Regions from separate parts of the Rattus norvegicus genome. Here region 1 is linked to region 2. A link is a contact called in public Hi-C data. All regions are on one chromosome and are shown on one strand. Each heading gives the region's core, a stretch centred on a gene start, on an enhancer-like site or on the middle of the called end of the contact. The rest is flanking DNA. Distances are from core to core; before and after follow the strand shown. Region 1 overlaps Acbd6 (acyl-CoA binding domain containing 6). Region 2 overlaps Acbd6 (acyl-CoA binding domain containing 6).

Region 1 (4,806 bases), core at 839-3,338, 42 kb before region 2:
ACAAGGCCTAGTGTGGGGACACCCTCCTTTAAAGTACCCTTGACGAATTTACAGTCCTGTGTGGGCAAGTGTGCACGGGGGGGTGGGGGGGGTGGGGGGGTTCTCTCGTTGCTTTAACTTAGTGAAAGTAAAGTGAGGGTAAGAAGACAACTTCAAACATTTACAAAATGAGAAGCAGCACTGTAGAAAAATTTCTGAATGAACAGTGAAGTCTTATCCAATGTTCAAACGTTTGAAGCTATGCTTGTTAGGAACACAGCCTAAGAACATACGGAAGAACAGAGTATGGGACAGGAGAACAAGTCAGAGGTAGACTGAGATGAAGCCAGAGACTACGTTAAGGAAGCTGCTGCGAGTTGCAAGAAGCAAGCATGGTTATTCAGTAAACATCATTACAACGACTGGCTGGGCATCCGGACTGGTTATTCAGTAAACATCATTACAACGACTGGCTGGGCATCCGGACAAAGTAAAATCTCTATTAACATTTACAAAACATTGGGTAATTCTAGATGGCTCAAAGAAGTCATGAAAGGGAGAAAATTTCAGGAAAAAGCATGAGGAACAGTTTTAACATGTCACATATGTATTAAACTTTGTCTTAAGACGCATAAAATGTTTATAATCTCTTAAAATTACATAAAATATTTATATAATTCTTTTTTAAAATATTTTTACAATTTATTTGTTCTTTTATGCTATGAGTATACTGCAGCTGTCCTCAGACACACCAGAAGAGGGCATCAGATCTCTTTACAGATGGTTGTGAGCCACCATGTGGTTGCTGGGAATTGAACTCAGGACCTCTAGAAGAGCAGCCAGTGTTCTTAGCCACTGAGCCATCTCTCCAGCTCCTATATAATTCTTTTAAAGTTATCAATATAATAATAAATTAGGCAAAAGACATGAACAAATGGGTCACAAAAGTATAATATAATATAAATTTTAAAATATGCCAGAAGAGCTGGGTGGTGGTACACACTTTTAATCTCAGCACCAGGGAGGCGAAGGCCAACCTGATCCACAGAGCCAGTTCTGGAACAGCCAGGGCCACACAGCCCATCCCAGCCCCTCTACTGCCAAAACCCAAAAAGGCTCAGTACTGCTTAGTCGTTAGGAAAACGTAAATCGAAATCATGTCACCATTGTCATTTATGCTCATACACTAGCGATCTAGTCATAAAAATGAATGAGGTCCTGTGGTGTGCTCCACCACTTACACAGCTTGAGGGTAAGTATGAGAAAGAAAACAGGAAAGCACTTGCCTCATGATTCTGCGGAACTCTACAGCAGGGGCTCGAGTGACATATGCCTTAAGACATCTAATCACATACATTTTTCTTATGAGAATTTTACTTCAGGTGTGTGTGTGTGTGTGTGTGTGTGTGTGTGTGTGTGCGCGCGCACGCGCGTGCATATTAAAGCTCCTTTGTAGAGTTGCAGAGCTAGCTCAGTGGGTAAGAGTGTGGGCTGCTCTTCCAGAGGACCCAGATCAGATTCCCAAGACTCACAACCTTCAGTAATTCCTCTCAGAGGATCCAATACCCTCTTCTGGCCTCTGTCGCATTGTACACATATGATGCACAGACATACATAAAGGAACAACACCCATACACATAACAAATATGAATGAATCTTAACTAAAAAGAAAAGCAAGCTCCTTTTAAATGTACTCTTACCTGACAATTAATGCCGGCTTCACACTGTAGCAAGACTTTCACCAGCTCCTTATGTCCTCGATCGCATGCCCAGTGGAGCAGAGCTCTGCCCTGTGAGTAGCAAATGGCAAAGGAACTTGTTAAATATGTGTGGGCCATACAGAGCTCACAGGCTGAGGAAGATGGGAAAACTGCTGTTCTAAGAATGATTTAAGGTGCACTATGGGAAAGCAATAGACAAGCAATGGGAAGGCCTGAGTTCTACTTCTGATCTGATCGCACGCTGGCCCGTAACTGCTTTGGTTTAATCACTCTCCTTACCTGAATAACGGAAAATGGTAATACAAACAACAAGACCAGTATCTGAGTTGGGCTGCCGAAACGGCCTGGCCCACAAAGATGCCTGCTGCAGGCCTGATGACCTGAGCTCCACTTCCAGGAAGGGAACTGCCCGCTGCCAGCTGGCCTTTGGTCTTTGTGCAGGTACACATGTGTGCACATACTTGCACAAATAAACATATGAAATATAATCAAAATACTTGAGTGAATGACCTCACGGCCACGCCATGTCTTCAGCCACATGACGTACTACTACTATGGACTTCTAGCTAGCAAAGACTTACAGTACTATTAATGTGCTTTTTGACTGTCAGAAAATCTTGGTGTACCTAATAAGTGAAGCCTATTCTCCTGCCCCAGCAAACAACCCCTCCTAGGTTGCTGGTCTCCTCTGAACAAGGGGGTGAATGGTGTATGGCATAACTCTCCTTTGAGGGCAGCAGTGATATCTCATGGAGAATAAGATGCTTTTCCACACTGTAGAAAAGATCTAAATATACAGAAGTTGATGCAAGGGAGACCTTAAAACGCAGCCTCCAAGGTAACTTCTCTAAAGCTGCCTAGGCTGCTTTTTACCACTCAAGACTGTCTGGATGCATGTGTCAGCCTAACTAGTCAGGTAAATAGCCAGGACAACTTCCTCCCTGCAGATTCCCTTTTGTATTGGTCTAACTTGCTTGACTGATTTTATTGATCTGTGAGTTTCTACTTTCTAACACAAAATCCTAAAAAGGATCTGGCACACATAAAAATTGTAAAAGAGGGAAACAAGAGTTTGAAAGTGTGGATGGCAAACTGTAGGTGTGTTTTCTTACAGAAAGTGACAGCTACTGTCTTTGGTAACATAGGTAAAGGTGGTTTGTTAACGGCTTAGTAGCTTTAACCAGTCTTCGTCACTTCACATAAACAACAGAAATGAGCTCCGAGGGGTTAAGTTTGTCTAACTCCATCTTTCTGTTCCATGTTTTTAGTTATATTTAGAAGATATTGGTTAATTATAAATTTACTTGTTCCTGGACACTTGGCCATTCGTTAGTTTTTTGAGGATAAACAATATTTCCAGTTCTACAAACCTTGGTTAAGTCTTTTAAAAAGTCAAGCCATATTGTTGTTATTTGTGTATTCATATAGTAAATTTATTTCAAGGTTTGTGCCAGTGGATATTACTGGTGCTTTCTGAAGTTAAAGTTTAAGGACTTGTTCCTACTATGTTCATCTATAAGGGCACAGGGGAAATTACACATTTTTAATACTGTGAACGTTTGCACTGAATAACCTTTTCCCTCCTCCTGCAAGCAAAACTGGTGAACAGCGGATGAAGAAACGGAATTCAAAGCTCTAATGGACCTCTTTGAAGAGAAGTGGCTTATGTGGAGCTACATGGGCCTCTGATGGAAGAAAGCTAATCTGTTCAGTATTTTGTGCCTTTTACTAAAATGGCAGCTTAACGTTGTGTATCTGCTATAGTAATGCCAAAGCCGGTGTTTTTAGTGGAAAAATTACCTCTTTGCTTTGTGCTGTGTACGCAAGATTTCTACAAAAGTAAAGAAAAACCCTTTTTATGGCTCGCACAGCTTAAAGTAGCTGCCACACAAACATGGGCTCACAGTTGAGCTGCTTTTGTTTTATTCTAAATAAACTGTTTCTCTTGAGGGGAAAAAAAAAGAAAATCAGTCTTGTGTGGTGGTGCACGCCGTTAGTTCCCACACTAGGGAGGCAGATAGGACTACACAGAGACCCTGTCTCAAAAAAAAAAAAAAAATCAGATAAAAGCTTATCATTTTTAGTCCAATTTAAGTATTTGGAGAGTAGGTAGTAAGTTCAACCATTAGTAAGACTCACTGCATAATTAAGGTGCGTGACATACTTACATGGTGTACATGAGAAGGACATCATCGTTAGAAAACCTAGGACTGCGTACTCATACCACAAGATGAATAGGTAATTTCTACCTCTCAAGCAGGCTCCTGACTTTGCCTTAGGTCTGACCCCGTCATGTTTCACCGACGAATGCTGACCTATGGCTCCTTCACTGTTGTGATGGGAGAGCAGCTGAGCAGCACATCTCACCGTTAATGGGGTTATATTTTAAGTTTGTCACATGTGGTGCCAAAATTTACTTTAGAGGAGACACCTGTGGGCGGAGTCGGGTGCTCTTCCCTTTGGATGCGTTTTCCAGAAGGATGGCGTACAGTCGGGCCTAAGAAGGATGATGCACTCGCAGACATTTGCACTTGCTTTTTAACACGTATTCTGACCTGCACTGTAATTAATTTTTGTAACACATTATTTTAATGGTACACTAATTAACCTTGAATTAGAATAAATTCTGACAATGACTTTCTGTAGAACTGCTAGAGAGATCCACATCAATGATTACTGTTTTCTGGAGTAAGCATTTACAGACAGACAGACAAAGCAGGCTGGGGACTTCGCCTGCATGTAAATTAGATGAGGAAGTGTCAGGACAGCAGTGCCTGTACCCTTTACTTCCTCAGGTTATCGTTTCTGAGAGCATGCCCTCATCTAAGATGATTCCCAGTGAGGACATAACCAGTAATGCAGAGCCGCCTCACAGTGGGAGACAGGCTCAGGGGCGGGCGACACCGCGGTTTCTTCCCGTTTTGGTTAACATCCCGCATGGGCTAACAGAATACAGCTGTGCACTACCGTAGGTACAAGAATTGAGCTACATTCGCTCAAAAACTTCTTCCAAATTTGTTTTAATAAGTAATATAATCTCTTACAAATTTTTGAGCTAAGTATATTTCTCACTACTAAAAAATATAATGTTTCTAGTTTTAAAATC
Region 2 (4,683 bases), core at 1,939-4,438:
AAGGCCCTGGGTTCGGTCCCCAGCTCCGGGAAAAAAAAAAAAAAAAAAGAATTTAAAGTTCTAGTAAAGGTGATATTTTAAGGTCTCACTAAAGAACTAAATTATAATTCATGTTACAAAACTCTAATATTACTCCTGATATTAAAATACTGAAAGTGATAAGTTTTTCAGGCAATCTCATAGCCCAACCGAAAAAATACTGTTCAAGAGAAATCTCTAAAGGTGCAGTATTTTGGCTTTATCCACCATATTATTTATTTTTAAATTTCATTTCTATTTTATATATATGAGTGAGTGTTGTGCTGCATGTATGTCTGTGTACCACCTGCATGCCTTGTGCAAAAGGAGGTCAGAAGAGGGTGCTAGGTCCCCTGAAACTGGAGTTACAGATGGTTGAGCTGCCCCGTGGAGCTGGGAACTGGGCAAGTGCTCTCCAGTTCCATTCTGTCGTTTTTAAACCATGGTCAGTAATTTAGTATTTCTGCACTTTTCCCATAAGTACAGCCTGTCACTAGTTCATCACTAGTCCTTTCCTCCAGTTACAGTCACACAGTCTTGATGCCCAGTAGTGGTCGCACACACCTCTCATCCCAGCCCTCAGGAGGCAGAAGCAGGTGAGTCTCTGAGTGTGAGGCCAGCTTGGACTACACCGAGAAGCCTTTGCCCAAAGGGGGATGGAGGGAATTTGAACAGCAGTTCATAGAGTGAAGTGGGCACTCAGCCTCAGCAGCTAAGGTGTTCAAGTAAGTGGGGACTCAACCTCCAACAACTAATGCTGCCCTAGAGACAGGGGCAGTGGGCAAAAGGAAGACTAGAGCTCTGAAACCCCTCTATCTTGAACACGGAAATCTGCTTGCTAGAAGTGCCCATTACCAGCTATGTTTAGTAAGTGTCCTCACATGCTCCATTCACTGGTTTAAACATCACACCAGAATAGTCTGGCAGCTTAGCTGCCAAATACAGGCACTGCCAAGTTCCTCAAGTGTCACAGAGAAAAAACTCAAAATCAATTTGTTATTTATCCCATTAATTCTTACAAAATAAACCCTTATTTGGAGCTCTATTATACTAAATGAGGGCTGTTGATAAAGGGAACAAGCATCACATAATCTACATGTATTTATAAAACACTACCAAATTTCACAAAGGGAAAAAAATCAAAACATTTAAAGCTAGAGTGGTCCTCCCTTCCCCCCAAGGTTGCTGGCCACCAGCCCATGAGGACAAAGGGAGCAGGGTCAACAGGGTTTCAGGGTATGTGAATGGCAGGAGTACAACAAAATAACAGACTTATCTCTGGGATCAGCTTCGGGGAGACAGATCACTTTATTCAGGGTGAATCAAGGGTCATATAGTTTTGGGGATGGGGTCAGGGATACCCAGGGCAAAGGTCATTGGCTGAAGGCTAAGGCACTGAGATACCCCATTAGCATGGGGAGGCACTGCAGGAATCTCAGGTCTGGATGACCAGGTTTCTTATTGGGGGAAAGGGAGTTGGAGCTGTAATTTCCCTAACGAGTACATGACATTCCTCAGGTAGTGGGTGTAGGGTCCCGGATCTCCCAGGTAGAGAAAGCCTTTGACAAAGGGAGTCTGGCATGAACTTAGGGATATCCGGTAATGTCAGATTCCGACTTTAGCAGTGGGGTTTCTAGAAAAAATGGTGTGTGTTTAGTTAAGACAAAAATTTAAAGATGAAGGTATGATTCAAAATACCAGAATTGTGTTTATTCTAATTACATTCAATTTCAAAGCAGTAAACACAGGAACATGAAACTGGAATATACAGTGTGTTTGAGTGGGATGTCTTGGAATTACTTATAATCACATAAAAACATTTGATAGGTATTTAAAATATTTGATAAGTAATCTGGCAGTTTGTTCAATAAGAGCTTAAAAGTGTGTCAACACCTGTAAGTACTCTTGACTTGTTAAAAAAAGAAATTAAGAACATATTACTAGAATATTAAAATGTTTAAAACTTTATTATGAAAACAATAATAAGTCTGCATAAAACTTACCTCCAATTAATAGTTTGTCAGGTCCAGCAAGGTTCCTCAGTAGTTGCTACCAAGCCTGAAAATTGAGTTCAACCCCCAAACCCCCACTGTGGAGTGAGAGAACACTCAGAAGCTGACCTCTGACCTCCACATGTGCATTTGTGAACATGAGCATGTGTACGCGCACACACGAAATGAATGGTAAGAAGCTGACACAAGTAAGAGCATGATTAGAGTCTCATTGACTGCATTATGTGCATTGAAACATAAAGATAACTCCTTACTGGCGCAGAGAGCTTTCTGCTCCTCAATGAGTCATTTGTTCCTTAGTGCTTGTAATCAAAATTATTTACGTTTTACTAGGAAAGAGCAAAAATTGGAACCCTCATATCAACAATAATTTAGAACACAAATCAGCATAAAGGAAGTAACAAGCCTCAAAGAATAGGAAAAACTTGCCATCTATTTTATAGGTATTCTTTACTCCTGACCCCATCTAATTACTTGTGGTCTTAAGCTACTCATTTATAAGTTGGCTAAAGTAACCAGTAAATACTCCTTTGGGGCGTATCATTTGTAATACTGATTTATTGAACGGCTGCCTCCCAGTACAGAGGTCTGACCCTGGGTTTATAATTAGGCTGCATAATGTGGAAGCAGAGTGATGGTTTACCTTCTTGCTTTATGAAATGGTATGAACATACGAAATGATGCAATTTAATTAAATAAAGAATGTGGGGTCCCTTTCTTTATGCAGTTGAAGACTATTTTTAGCAACATCATAACATATGCCCGAAAGCTTGGTAGCCATGCTTCCACAAACGACACTGGAAACAGATGCATAGCTCGTTGTGTGCATGCACTTGCCCATTTAGTAAATAACTCCACAGATGCTTGCTGCCTGCTCACTGGGAACATAGTCATAACCCGGGCAGATACGTTTTCTTGTGGAGCTTAAAGTCTAAAGGAGACGAGAGACATGTAAATAGTCAACTATAATGCAAGCAGAAAAAATATTATGCAAACGAAGAGAAATGCTACAGTTTTAAAACTAAATTTTGTCCTTTCCCTTCTAAATCCTATAAAGGACTATTCTCTCTCATAGTGTTTTCATCCTTAGCTATGAGTCACCTCTGCCCCAGTCTGCTCAGATCTGAGCAGAGCAAAGTCCGACCTAGTACTCCGGTGTCATGTTCACAGTGTTCTCAGTACCCATTGTGAGCAGTCGATAATTATTAACCACTAATGAAAAGTCACAAGTGACTAATAGAAAACATGAGCCTGTATTTCTTCCTAGACAAATAATGCATTACTTGATGAGTCTACGTCATCAATCAATAACCAAAACTATAAAATTTGGCCACTGACTGCTAGGAATTCATCTGAAGAAATAATTAGATAAGTGTGCAAAAATATAAGTGGAAAGATGTTTGCTGCAGCATATACAGTGGGAAAGAGCAAAGAGAGGGAAGGGAGAATGAGGAAGCAGCTGAATATACAGAGAACGCAGTCAGGGCTTGCCCAAACGACAGAACAGCATGCAAGCATCAGAAATCACATGTATGGAGAAAAATCAAATAAAATCCCAGCTCTGTGTGCATGTGAATTTGAAAAATTTCAAAATTGGAACATAAAAAGAACTCTTATTTTCACCAAACAGTCCTATTGCCTACTTTTCTTTAAAAAGTGTGTGATAGAGTGGGGGGAGGGGTGAGTTATGTCCCAGTGGTACAGTTTATGCTCAGGATGAGCAAGGCCTCAAGTTCAATTCCTGACACATATAAAAAGTAAAAATCAGACAAAAATAAAAACTATTTCCATTTTGTGAAAAAAAAATATTTTCACCCACCAAAGACAATGCAATCTGGCTATTTTACACACAGACATTTACACACAGACACAGAAACCACACACACACACACACACACACACACACACACACACACACACACTTTAAAAACTGGAAAACCATGTGCCTTAGCAGCCTGGCTCTCAGCCTTTCGCTAAGATCAAGTATAAGTACTCTAGTATGGTTTCTGTTTCTTAAACATTTGTTCTTCATTTTAAATAAGTATCACACTGTCTCTAGCAGTTAAATAAATCACTTTCCATTGTTTCATTGTGAAAAAATTAATCTACAACAAGTCTGTGGTAAAAGTAAAACAAAAGTTCCTTTCATCCTTCTCTCGGTTCCACATCATTCCTCTAATACCTGCCAGTGTGCATTTGTGAACACATTTCAAAGATTTAATTTCCAAGATGACAGCAGATTAAATATGCTGACTTCTGTCTCAACATTTCCATGCAGTCAACCTCCTGTACCACTTCTCACCGAGTATTCCTCTGAACAATATGCTGTTGTTTAACCATTCCCTGTTGACTGCTATAATGTTTTAGCAATGTATCCACATCTACATCCCTTCTGGAACCTGCAGACATTGTTATTTGGTTTCAGAAGTTAGCCATTAGCTTCTTCCCAGGATTCCCTAGGGAGCAGAACCTGAGGCAAAGCTTCCAAAATGAGTAATTCTTGGGATGTAAAATCCCAGTATATGAATGATGAGGAGGAAAGAAAATGAATCCTCAAAGAAGAGAGACAAACACAAGTTCTGCTGACAGAGCTGCTCCACTGACCGAGGCCTCACAGGCTGTCTCCGTTCAGGCTACGCACCGTCAGAGCCTG

What was found. Hi-C and Micro-C count contacts between places; a contact is called where the count stands out from the background.
Region 1: a Hi-C map of hepatocytes shows a contact between it and region 2, with 2.8 times the contacts expected there. The contact joins two enhancer-like sites. A contact is called at or near these places in 3 of 12 Hi-C or Micro-C datasets (hepatocytes, kidney and liver).

What each region holds. Positions count from the first base shown.
Region 1 is chr13:70,343,178-70,347,983 of GRCr8, reverse strand. It overlaps Acbd6 (acyl-CoA binding domain containing 6), which reads right to left. Exons shown (of 8, transcript NM_001011906.1): 6 at 1,680-1,769. Among named protein-coding and RNA genes, the nearest start is that of Acbd6, 69 kb to the right of the region's middle. Within about 2 kb of position 2,088, at least 1 of the 93 cell types and tissues checked has an H3K27ac peak or open chromatin away from gene starts, as enhancers often do. A contact at or near this core is called in hepatocytes, where this site is marked.
Region 2 is chr13:70,302,571-70,307,253 of GRCr8, reverse strand. The region is part of intron 3 of Acbd6 (acyl-CoA binding domain containing 6); the gene reads right to left. Among named protein-coding and RNA genes, the nearest start is that of Acbd6, 28 kb to the right of the region's middle. Within about 2 kb of position 3,188, at least 6 of the 93 cell types and tissues checked have an H3K27ac peak or open chromatin away from gene starts, as enhancers often do. A contact at or near this core is called in hepatocytes, where this site is marked.